3 separate regions of the Mus musculus genome follow, and all the other regions are linked to region 1. Evidence: chromatin contacts called from public HiChIP or PLAC-seq data. All regions are on one chromosome and are shown on one strand. Each heading gives the region's core, a stretch centred on a gene start, on an enhancer-like site or on the middle of the called end of the contact. The rest is flanking DNA. Distances are from core to core; before and after follow the strand shown.

The links. HiChIP or PLAC-seq counts read pairs in DNA pulled down with a chosen protein or histone mark.
Region 2: a contact with region 1 is called in an H3K27ac HiChIP or PLAC-seq map of embryonic stem cells, with 5 read pairs. The contact joins the promoter of Wwp2 here to the promoter of 1110028F18Rik in region 1. A contact is called at or near these places in 1 of 39 promoter capture datasets (liver) and 1 of 115 datasets of contacts at active chromatin or transcription factors (embryonic stem cells).
Region 3: a FOXA1 HiChIP or PLAC-seq map of pancreatic cancer cells shows a contact between it and region 1. The contact joins the promoter of 4930517G24Rik here to the promoter of 1110028F18Rik in region 1. A contact is called at or near these places in 1 of 484 Hi-C or Micro-C datasets (the G1E-ER4 cell line) and 1 of 115 datasets of contacts at active chromatin or transcription factors (pancreatic cancer cells).

What each region holds. Positions count from the first base shown.
Region 1 is chr8:106,585,099-106,588,836 of GRCm38.p6, reverse strand. 1110028F18Rik (RIKEN cDNA 1110028F18 gene) reads right to left here and starts at 1,694. Exons shown (of 3, transcript NR_045470.1): 1 at 1,420-1,694.
Region 2 is chr8:107,434,559-107,438,296 of GRCm38.p6, reverse strand. It overlaps Wwp2 (WW domain containing E3 ubiquitin protein ligase 2), which reads right to left and starts at 1,927. Exons shown (of 24, transcript NM_025830.4): 1 at 1,856-1,927.
Region 3 is chr8:107,203,286-107,207,023 of GRCm38.p6, reverse strand. It overlaps 4930517G24Rik (RIKEN cDNA 4930517G24 gene), which reads right to left and starts at 1,694. Exons shown (of 3, transcript NR_166499.1): 1 at 1,435-1,694.

The sequences.
Region 1 (3,738 bases), core at 445-2,944:
GAGAACGGCTGTTAAGGCCAAAAGCTCTGCAGCAACCTGTGTCACCTCCATGCAAACAAACAAACAAACAAAAAAAAAAAAAAGAGAGAGAGAGAGAGAGACTGCCTCCCTTCTCAGAGTGGGGTGTGTGTGTGTGGAGGAATCAGGCCAATATCAGACCCAGCCTAGGGGAGAGAGAAAGCCCCTCCCAAAGGGCAAGCCCTCTTGAAGTTTGCCAGCCAATGAAAATAGCTCCTTGACAGTCAGTTTCACCCTGGCTAGATAGAATCACAGATACCAAGGGAAGGGCTGGAAATTCACTGTGTGTGTGTGTGTGTGTGTGTGTGTGTGTGTGTGTGTGTGTGTGTGTGTGTGTGTGTTGGGGGAGTGTCTAGAGACAAACAACTCTGCTTTTGCTTTGTTTGATTTAGAATTCCAGGTAGCCTAGGCTGGTCTAAAACTCACCATGTAGATGAGGCTAGCCCTGAACTTCTGATTTTCCTGCCTCGATCTCCTAAATAGTAGGATTACAGATGTTTGCTAACGTGCCCAAATTGCTTTTATTTTTTAAATTAAAACATTGTTTTCTTAGACTATATATTATTCTATATCTAGAAGTGATGTGTGGTGTGTGGGTGTGTGTGTACATGCGCACACGCACAGGGTACATGGATGTGTGTGTGTGTAAATTTTCCTTACTATAAGGAACTTTGAAGCCAGCATGATAATGCACACTTGTAATTCCAGCCCTAAGGAGGCTGGGGCAGGAGGATTATAAATTGGAGACCAGCCTGGCCAACATAGGGAGTTCCAAGCCAGCATGAACTACACAATGAAACCCTCCCTCAAAAAACGTCAAGGGAGGAAAGAAACTTTGTGTCTCACTTTTTTTTTTTTTTTCAATTCCCAGGAGCTAGCCAGAACATATTGTAGGGAACTGGCTGGTGTGATCTGAAAGCAAAATGGTTTTCCTTCAGTAACTCTGTTTCCCCTCTAAGATAACAAACAAGCCTAGAAGAAGTTCCCAGTTTTCTTCTAACCCTAGAAAGTTTGAGCCCATTTAATTGAGTTGATTAATCTACTTATTTATTAGTTAGATTGTTTGTTTTTGAGAAAGCCTCTCTATGTAGACCAGGCTGGCTCACAGAGATCTCCTGTTTCTGCCTCCAGAGTGCTAGGATTAACAGTGTGTGTCACCATGCCTGCTCTTTCAGCAGATCCTACTGGCATGTGCCACCACAACAGGCCATGCCTGCTCTTTCTGGTTTTGCTTTAGTTTTTTGTTGTTGTTGTTGTTGTTGTTGTTGTTGGTTTGTTTTTTTTTTTTTTTTTTTTGAGATAAGGTCTTGTAACTTTAATTCTTTAAATCCTATTTTTAATGATGCTTTAACCTCCCTTTTAGCTCACCAGCCACCAGAGGTAATGAAAAAGAAAGGATACAGGGGTCAGGGGAGAGTAGACCTGTTTAGGAAGGTTCTCTGGAAATCAGTTCAGGTCACAGGTTACCAGGCAGCCGAAGCTCTACTCACTCACAAGCATTTCATGGATACACCAGCAGTCCAGTTCAGTAGAGTTGGATTAGTAACAGTGGTGACAAGACCTAGCAGAGCCAGCCAGGCTTCAGCCTGGGCTCCAGTCAGCCGGAGGGATTAGGAGGAATGCCAGGAGAAGTTCTCAGCTATGCCTCTCTCAGGGAAACGAACATCAGCAAAGCCGCCACACCCATAAGCGTTGCACAGCTAGCTCTATAAGCAAGCCAAGCGCAGCCTCTGTTACTATCCCTTGACTCCTTCAAACATCACGTGTCCTCCACATATCTTGCCTCAGACGGGTCTTGCCTCAGCATGCGCATCCAATCAGCCCAAGTCCTTGGAAGCAGCAACAAACTGCAGCACACCCTCAGAAGCTTTTTGGTGCATTTCTCTCTGGTGTCCCAACAAATGCAGCTCAAAGCATGCAATGGGAGGCAGACCAATACATGTTAGCAAAAAAAAAAAAAAAAAAAAAAAAAAGAAAAGTCCTTCATCACGTGCCCTTTCACATGCTTGCTTTAGCAGAACATCCTCTCTCCTGTGTCTGCTTCAGTCCGCCTTAGCCTTTCACACCTGGGTCCACTTTAATGAAATGTTCCTTCAAACTCGAATGTTTGCCCCAGCAAAACTATCCAACCAACTTTCCAAAGAACCATCATGTTTCCATGTTAAGGTCTCATACTCCAGGCTGATCTGGCACTCGGGGGATGATCCTGAACTTCTCATTCTTTTATTCCCAACTCCCTAATTCTGGGGAGCTACCACAAGTACCCTGGATATTCTGTCTATGGGATGGACCGCAAGACTTTGTCCTTGCTTCAGAAGAGCTCTGCCAGCTGAGCATCACCCCTGGAGCTCCCAGCCTTTTTTTTTTTTTTTTGGTTGGGGGTGGGGGGCAGGGGAGTTGAGACAGGGTCTCTCTGTGTAGCCCTGGCTGTGCTGGAACTTGCTCTGTAGACCAGGCTGGCCTTGAACTCAGAGGTCCACCCATCTCAGCCGCCCAAGTGCTGGGATTAAAAGCATACACCACCACCAACCTGGCAGCTTTGTTCTCTTATTATTTTGAAATAGAGTCTCATTAAATTTTCAATACGGCTTTGACCTTGCTCCATAGCCCAATTGGTGATCCTCCTGCTTCAGTCTTCCCAGTAGCTAGGATTATGGGTGGCACTGCCAAGCAGATAATTTTGGACTTCTTGGCATTGGAGGCTATATAGTATTCTGGTTGCCATTTCTTCCCATAGGAGCCTTGGAGTTAGTTCTCAACTGAGTGAAATTTATGGGTCCTGTCCATTGATTTTCAATTTTCAGCTCAATCTCCAGACTAAGCACTGGAGGAATAGTTACAGTTACAGAACAAAATATAAATGTTCTGAATAATGCATGATGATTAAAAATTGCAAGCCAGGCACTTGAGAGGCCAAGGCAGGCACCGGGTTGCAAACTGTTCTACTCGTATTAGGGAAGTCTGCATGGGAAGCAGCGGTTCCTCTTTCCTCTTAGGGAAACTGAGAGGTGGTAAGATTATCCATGGCCAGTAGTAGGCAAACTGGGGTAAGATATAGTGGACCAGGCACTGTGCTAAATACCAGCAACAGAAAAAAGGGCAATAACATTATCTACATAGAATGACCCTTAGTGCTAGGGTGACCAACTGTCTCCATTTGCCAGAGATGAAGGGTTCCCAAGACAAAGGACTTTACATGCTAAAACTTGGACAACCCCATATAAACCTCCGTAAGTCAGTCATCTCAGACTCAGTAAGCATTGAGTGACCTTCTGCACTTGAGTGTGCGTGTACACATGAGTGCCACTTAAGCCTGTGTTGGTAGAAGGGCTGGGATTTAGTTTTTCCACATTTTATAGGAGGCAAGGTGGAGCTGGCCCGGTTGGAGGCAGACTAAAGCAGGTGGCAGAAACTTCCTGTCAGGGTTAAGAAACCAGAGCCATAAAATAAGGGCAAAGAACAAGGTGTCCAAGGCAGTCTGGGAAAGTTCCAGGGTCCAGACTCAAGGGGAAGAGGCCCGTATTGTTCAATGAGATCATTTGTTCAGTCAGCCCGTCCGTCTGTCAGTAAACATTCACTGAGCCACCAGTCTGCAGGAAGCACAGAGCTAACAAGGAAGGGCCGTTTCTGTCTGTGAGGAGCTTTGGTCTGCTAGAGCTAACAGACAAGGAAACTAGGGACTTAGAATCCAGGGCGAGCGACTGTTGAGATGGCTCAGTG
Region 2 (3,738 bases), core at 678-3,177, 850 kb before region 1:
AATAAAAAATTACAAAAAGAAGGGAAGTGGGAAGGTGCAATGTTCAACAACAACAAAAAATTAAGAGACTGACAAGCCAACTGAAGCCTTCTCCTCATGGTTCTGGCTTTCCATAGACCAGTAACACTAAACAGAGAAAGGGACGGGAAACTTATGCTCTAACCCCTTGTTCTCCACATACACCGAGCAGTGTGACCTTTAAAAACTCATTTACTTCTCAAACACTGACCAAGTACTCCTAACATACCAGGCCTGGGGCTAGTAGCCAAAGAAGTCAGGTAAAATAAGATCACTGCCCTTGAATGATTTACAGTCCTAGCAGGAAGACAGTAAACAAGGAAGAAAAACAAAATGAGGATGTCAGGCAGGCTGAGACTAAAGAGATGCAGGCGAAAGCACTCACTGCTCTTCCACGGGACCAAAGGTCAGTTCCCAGCATGCAAATCCAGAGGCTCACAACCACCTGTATCTCTAGCTCCAAAGGACCCAATGCTCTGTCTGTCCTTGGTGGGCACATACACACAGGAACATACACACAAATAAAAATACATCTTTTATTTTAAGTCAATTCTCTTAGCTTGTTATCTATAAAGTGTGAATGACTTCTCGAGACTGCTACAAAAATTAACTTTTAAATGCTTATAATATACCCCCCAAGTCTTCAACTCCTAATATATTAATGCAAAGTGCTTTTTCCCCCCTAGCGACCTGTGATTCTGGCTCCTGTCAATGTCCCATTTGAACCCTGACCTTCGTTGCATTCATAAACTTTGCTTCACTTCTGCAAACCTTAGCAAAAGTGAAGGGAAAAGAGGGTGGCCTGTTTGTTTATTTAGGCTGGCTTGGAACTTGGAGCCATCTTCAGGCCTAGGCCTAGAGGATGAAGAATCTTAAGATGGGTATTTTTAACCTCAAAAACTACGATCTAGGTCACAGTTCTAAGGAACACAAGAGAAACTTCTCAGTCACCCCACCTAGTCACAGCTGGTCAAGATAAGCAGTCACATGGTAAAGGAAGCTGCATAATTTAAGCTTGAGAGGTCTCAAATCGGTATGGGCAGACTTTCAACTGTCCATGACTTCAGCAGTCAATGCGTTGCTGAGGTAACGCCGGCCCAGGTCGCCAACAACAGTGTAGGTTAAAAGTCTTGTTATGATCACAGCAAAGCACCTACACGTCTTTTTTTTTTTTTTTTTTTTTTTTTTTTTGGTGGCCTCCAAGATGACCCGATCCGGGAGCATCTCAAAGAAAGACGATCTGATGGGCAAGGTTCCCAACAAGTGGAAACCCTACCCAAACAGGGCAAAGTGGGTGTGACCAGAGTCAGACGATCAAGACTCAGGGATCCCTCCTGAAGTTTAAAGAACTGAACAGAACCGGTATCAAAGTCCCGGATCGCCATCCTTTTTAAAGAGGACGGAAGGAAAAAAGACTCTTGGAATGGGGTCCAGGCCGCATCGTCCAGATTTTTTTCTCCCTGTCCCTACAAGCCAGACGCCCACTCCCAGGCAGCCCCTTCCAGGGAGCAAATGAGTCTTCCCCGGCTGAGGTCGGGCCCCCTTCCCAGACAGACACGGCTCCTCCGCACCGCAGGCACCCGGGGCTGGGGGTCTCCTTCCGGAAGCGCCACCAGCGGGCGACTCCCGCCGGGCCCCGCGCCCACCCCGCCCGGGCGCGAGCCGGGACATCCCTCCTCGGAGGCCGGAACCGCGCGCCAGGCCCCTCCCACAGGAAGCCGCCGCCCCCCGGCGCCCGCCCCGCGCCGCCCCCGGCCCCTCGCGCCGCCCGCCGCCCCCTGGCTGCCCCGCGCCGCCCGCTCGCTGCCGAGCCCCCCAGTGCCCCCGCGCCACCTACCTGCCGCGGCCACACCAGCGGCGCCTAACTCCGCTCCACTTCCGCCTTCCAGCGCCCGCACTCGGGCCGGGTCACGTGGGCGTGCGCGGTCACCTGACCCGGAAGAGGCTGGCCGGGGCGCGCAGGTGCGGACCACCTAGGACCCGGGCGGCGAGCGTTTGACCCGCTCAGGGCCGGGATTGCAAGGATCACCCGGGCTGTGCCCGAGCAAACGTATAAAATAAGGGCTCACCGGGCCCCGGGGTCTTTATGTATGCCTTTGGAAGCAAGTACAGTTGTTTTCCCGCCATGGTACAGGTGGGAGAAGACCATCCGATCAGTTAAGTCAAGTCTTGAAGGAGTTGCTGGATAAAAAACAGTACGCTCCCCCCCTCCAAACTTGAGTGTCAGATAAACCGTGTAACTCTAAGCATGTCCCCAAATTTGCAAAGGATGTTTTGGTACCACAGATGTATACTGATCAAACTTGAGCATCCCATGTAATGTCGTTAGCTTGTGCCAACTCTGTAAGGCCTTGTTCTCAGTTCTAGAAGTATAAATGCCCTGGCCTTTGTAAGGCATCTGTTGTTCCAAGAAGCAAAACTGGAAAGAGGGACGGGAGTGGAGCATGGGACATGACACACGACAACCTGACACCCTTTCAAAACTTCCGGAGTCCCTACGTGTCTTCCCCATGGGGAACCAACTCCCATCCCCCCCCCCCCGCTCCCCTCCCCTACGGAGTAAACTGAACATTATGAATTAACAAACAGGGAATCTATGTAAGTAACCCTGGCTGACCTGGAACCCAGCGCTGTCCTTGGCCACCTGATTCCTGGCATTGTAGACATACCTCACCGTAGCCTGGACAACAGAAACTTTCTGGGTTTTGCAAGATTGACAGTTGAACGTGACTAGTCCAGGGCGTCCCAACTGACCTATGTTCCCAGCCATTTTGCTTCCTTTCTGGTTTTTATTTGGAACAGGGTCTTATTTTAAATGCTCCAACTGGCCAAGAACTTTTAATTCCATTGCCTTAGCTTCTGAGTAGTTAGGATTACCAGTTTATACCATTGGGGTGGAGGGTTAGGGGTGAGAGAGGAGACAGGTGGGGCAAGATTTTATGTAACCTAGGCTGGCATCCACCACCGAGTTAATTGTTCTGATTACCTGGATTTTTGTTGGGTTTTTGTTAACTGAAATATTACATTTTCATTTGTATTTTATTACATAGATGTTTCTCTTGAAGTGTATCTGTGTACCACCTGTGTGTCCGGTGTCTTTGCTGTGGGGTATCTACCAAGAGAAAGTCTTTATTAGCCACCCTGTGACTACACTGGGTGTTCAGGATCCCTGTGTAGTATCAAGCCTTTCTCGGGGCGAGGTTTTAAGCGCAAAATTCGCGTCCTGGGTCGACATGCTCCAGTTAGCAGAAACAGCAACAGAACTACAGAAGCCAAAAGGCGAGATGAATGCATCTAGAGACTTTCCCAGAACTGGGGACTTTGGTGGATTATGTCTCTGTTTTCTTTCTTTCTCTCTTTCTTTCTTTAAGATTTTATTTATTTATTATTATAAGTACACTGTAGCTGTCTTCAGACACACCAGAAGAGGGCGCCAGATTCCATTATGGGTGGTTGTGAGCCACCATGTGGTTGCTAGAATTTGAACTCAGGACCTTCGGAAGAACAGTCAGTGCTCTTACCCGCTGAGCCATCTCACCTGCCCCCCCCCCCCCCCCCCCGTCTCTGTTTTCATGTTGGCAGGTGGTGCTGTCTGTGTGCTGAGTTTTATGGCCACAGTGGTACTTCCATCATGGAGTCAGTTCGTAGTGAATGAGTCAAGTCATGGACTCACCCTACTCTGAAGAGGTGTAATTGGCCAGACAGTGGTGTATACCTTCA
Region 3 (3,738 bases), core at 445-2,944, 620 kb before region 1:
CCTGATGCCTGAAAGAGAGGCGTGGTGCGGTCCTGGAGCCTTCACCCAGAGGCAGCCTTAGCTAGAAACGTGCCTAGACACATGGACTGATTCAGACAGGAGCCAAGCAGGGCGCACTGACCCAACCAGTGCTAGGAATCTTAAAAACCAGACTGAAGGAAATCTAGGGTAGAATATAGGGGGACAGGAAGGGCCTTTCCTTATTTTCCTTAACCCAACAGTTTCTCATTTTTGTCCCCAAACTGGGACAGAATTCAGGGCCTTGAACCTGTTGAGCTACGCACTCCTGGCCTCTACAAAGAGTCCTAACCCACTAGGAGTTAAATGCTCCGATTGAGGCGCAGAGGGGAGAGAGAAGAGGTGACCCCTCTTCTCAATCAAGGTTGTAATAACATCTGTGCCCCAAAAGGTTAAGAACGTGGTTGTGGAAGGCACATAATTAGGCTAACTAGTCACCATCCTAAACATGACCCAAAACTGCCACAGTCACGAGAAAGGAAAAGTGTTCCACCATCCAAAGAAAACAAAGCTACTTCCAACAGGAATTGGCTGTCATAGTCTCTGCACTCGGAAAAAAAAAAAAAAAATCAACAGAGTATCCGCCCAGCCTGCCCAAGGCCCATCCCTTCCATCCCTTAAGCACAGGTCTCCAGGGAAGGCAGTGTTCCTTTGTTTTCCAGTCTGTGGGCAACTGGCTGGGCGTGGAGCCAGAGGTGAGGGACCTGTGTGGAAGAGAATCCTGCAGGGTGCTGAGCCTTGCAGGCTAGAAGCTGCCCACGGGTGGGCTCGGGCTTTGCCTGGACAGAGATACCCAAGAGCCCACAGAACAGGGGGGACAATGCGTCTGCTGCAGAGGCAGCGCCCTGGCCTGCTTTCTTCCCGCAGCTCCTGCCAGGGATCTGGGCAGCATTCCTGCCCCCGCGTTCCATCCAGCACCGCAGTCTTACTCATGGGCCTTGGTGCTTTTAGAAGTCGTTTGGGGACCTTTCAAAATTGGCACGGCCATGTTTTCTCCCTGGGGGCCCCCCTCAGCTTTCAGAAGCTGCTCTGCTACGTTGGTATACAGGGACACTCCCTTCCTCTGACCCTTCTTGGCTTTGGAAGAGGAGGACCTGGGAGGTGGCAGATGTCCCAATAAAGGCTGGAAGGAGCCCCGTGAGTGCTCGGGCGGTTGAGCCAGAGAGCTGCGCCAGCACTCGGGGTAACCTCCGGGGAGGGCGCAGTCCACACACATCCTGGCTTCCAAGAGCAGGCCTTGGGTGTCTGCCCATTATCAGACTCTCCGGCTCAACCCTAGGCTTTGAGCCCCAGAGGGGTGTCCCTCAGCGTGGAGTTGTCCTTCTGTACTTGCATTAATACACCCCCAGGGGTGCTTAGTATCCATTTCCAAGCTTCCCCATGGTCATGAAGGGCACCTTCATCACCAGGACTCACCCCAACTTACTGTGCACCGCTTAATTGGAAGGACATCTAGACGCCATGTCCAAAAGTGCACACACTCATTCCTTTCGTTAAAGTCGGCCTCTTTCAGGATCCTATTCTGTCTTCACACCCAGTGTGAAGTCACGAGGGGCTGGGACGATACACAGTCTCTTTCTTCTTCACAGGGGCTTGGCAGCCTTCTCTTCTCCACTGTAGACCTCGGGGAGTGCTTGAATGGGGCCAATGCCAACTGCCTCTGTAGATGTCAGACTCACGCATGCGCACTGTGCACTGAAGGCCCCCATTGCCTAAGCCCCTGTCCCACTGGCTGACAGGTGGGTGCCCTGATGGGTGTCCACACAGAGGAGAGGCTGAGCGGAGGACAGGATGCAGTAGGGAGCTTGCTCAATGTGGAAGCCCCCTTTGGAAGCCCTCCTCCACAGTTCTTCCTGGAGATCGCTCACACCTTGCCCCTACACCCCTTTTCAGATCAGGATAGTATTGGCTGCCCCTCCACCGACCCTGAACTGCTTCATTATGACTTGAGACAAATTTTCCCTAGACCCTCCCTACACTCTGCACTTGGTACCATCATTAAACTGCCCTTGGGGCGATCCAGTTGTTGCTTTCCAGGACCAATTCCGGGCTGGCCTGTCTTAGGTACTCCACACCCTGCTTTGAATAGGTGATTTTTTTTTTTTTTTTTACTTTAGTGCAGTACTTGCAGGGGAGTTGAATCCAGGGTCCTGAGCATCCCAGGTAAGCTCCTGTTGTCACTGAGCTATATCCCAGTCTCGAAGCATGAACGACAGAGAAGGATGGTTGAGCCCGGAGAGATGTGATGGCTCACCTATTGAGACGGCTTTTTGTAACTCCAGCACCAGGAGACCCAACACTCTCTTCTAGCCTCCTCAGGCACCCACACATGTGGGCATACCAGCACACAGACAACATACACAAAATTAAAATAGCTTTGAAAAGGAGAATGCTATCCCGGCATGGTGGTAGACAACTTTAACCCCAGCACTCAGGAGACAGAGGCAAGCAGCTCTCTGTGAGTTCAAGGCCAGCCTGGTCTAGAAAATGAGTTCTAAGACAGGCAGGGCCACATAGACAGACACTGTCTAAAAATAAAGTGTTGTGCTTCTATTCATATATCATAAAATTCACCCTTTTAAGAATACACTGTAGGAGCTGGGCATGGTGGCACACACCTTTAATCCCAGCACTTGGGAGGCAGAGGCAGGTGGATTTCTGAGTTCGAGGCCAGCCTGGTCTACAGAGTGAGTTCCAGGACAGCCAGGGATATACAGAGAAACCCTGTCTCGAAAAGCCAAAAAAAAAAAAAAAGGCCCTACAGTGTAGGGCCTTTGCTATACTTAAACAGCCATGACCACTAACTGAAGCCTTCATCCCCCTATATTCACAAGCAGTCCCTAGCAACATGACCCTTCCATCCCTGTCAAGTCCAATTTGTCCCAATCTGTGTCTGAACTTGACTATTCTGGACATGTCACATAAGTCGGATCATATTGTATGTGATTTTTTTGGTGTCTGGTTTTTCTTTCATTTAATGTCATGCTTTCAAAACTCATCCATGTATCAGTAACTCCTTAATTCTTACTGCTGAATAGTTTTCCATCATGCACATGTCCATGTGTGCACGTACATGCACACGTGTACACACACTGCATTTCATCTCTGGATACTTGAAAAGGCTACGGTGGGTATTTTATATACTTTATATGAACATCTATTTTCTTCTTTATTTTTTTTTATTCTATGTGTATGAGGTTTTTGCCTGCATGTGTGTATGTGTACCATGATCATGCTTGAGCTCCATATAGTTGTAAGCCCGCATGTAGACGCTGGAAATTGAACCTGGGTTCTCTATAAGAGCTTTAAAGTGCTGAACCATCTCTCCAGCCTCCTCGCACCCACCCCACACTGTTATTTTGAGTCAGAATCTTGCCATATACTCTAGGCTAGCCTCTAATTCATGATCCTCCTGCCTCAGCCTCCTGAGCAGTGGAGTTACAAATATATGACACTAGGCCTTGCTGAACATGTTCTCAGTACTCACGGCACATACGGAGGAGGGGAAATTGCTGGGTCACATGATCTCTCTTTGGTCATTGTTTTCAGGAAGAACCCTGTATTTTAGGTTTCTGTGTTTCCCACATCATACATAGTGTGTTCTTTCCCATGTGGCCACAGGTATTGACATCTGCATGGTGCAGTACCCATACAGATCAGGGCATGGAACAAAGGACATCTTGACAACTGCAGATCTGCCTTTAGATACACATCAGCTGA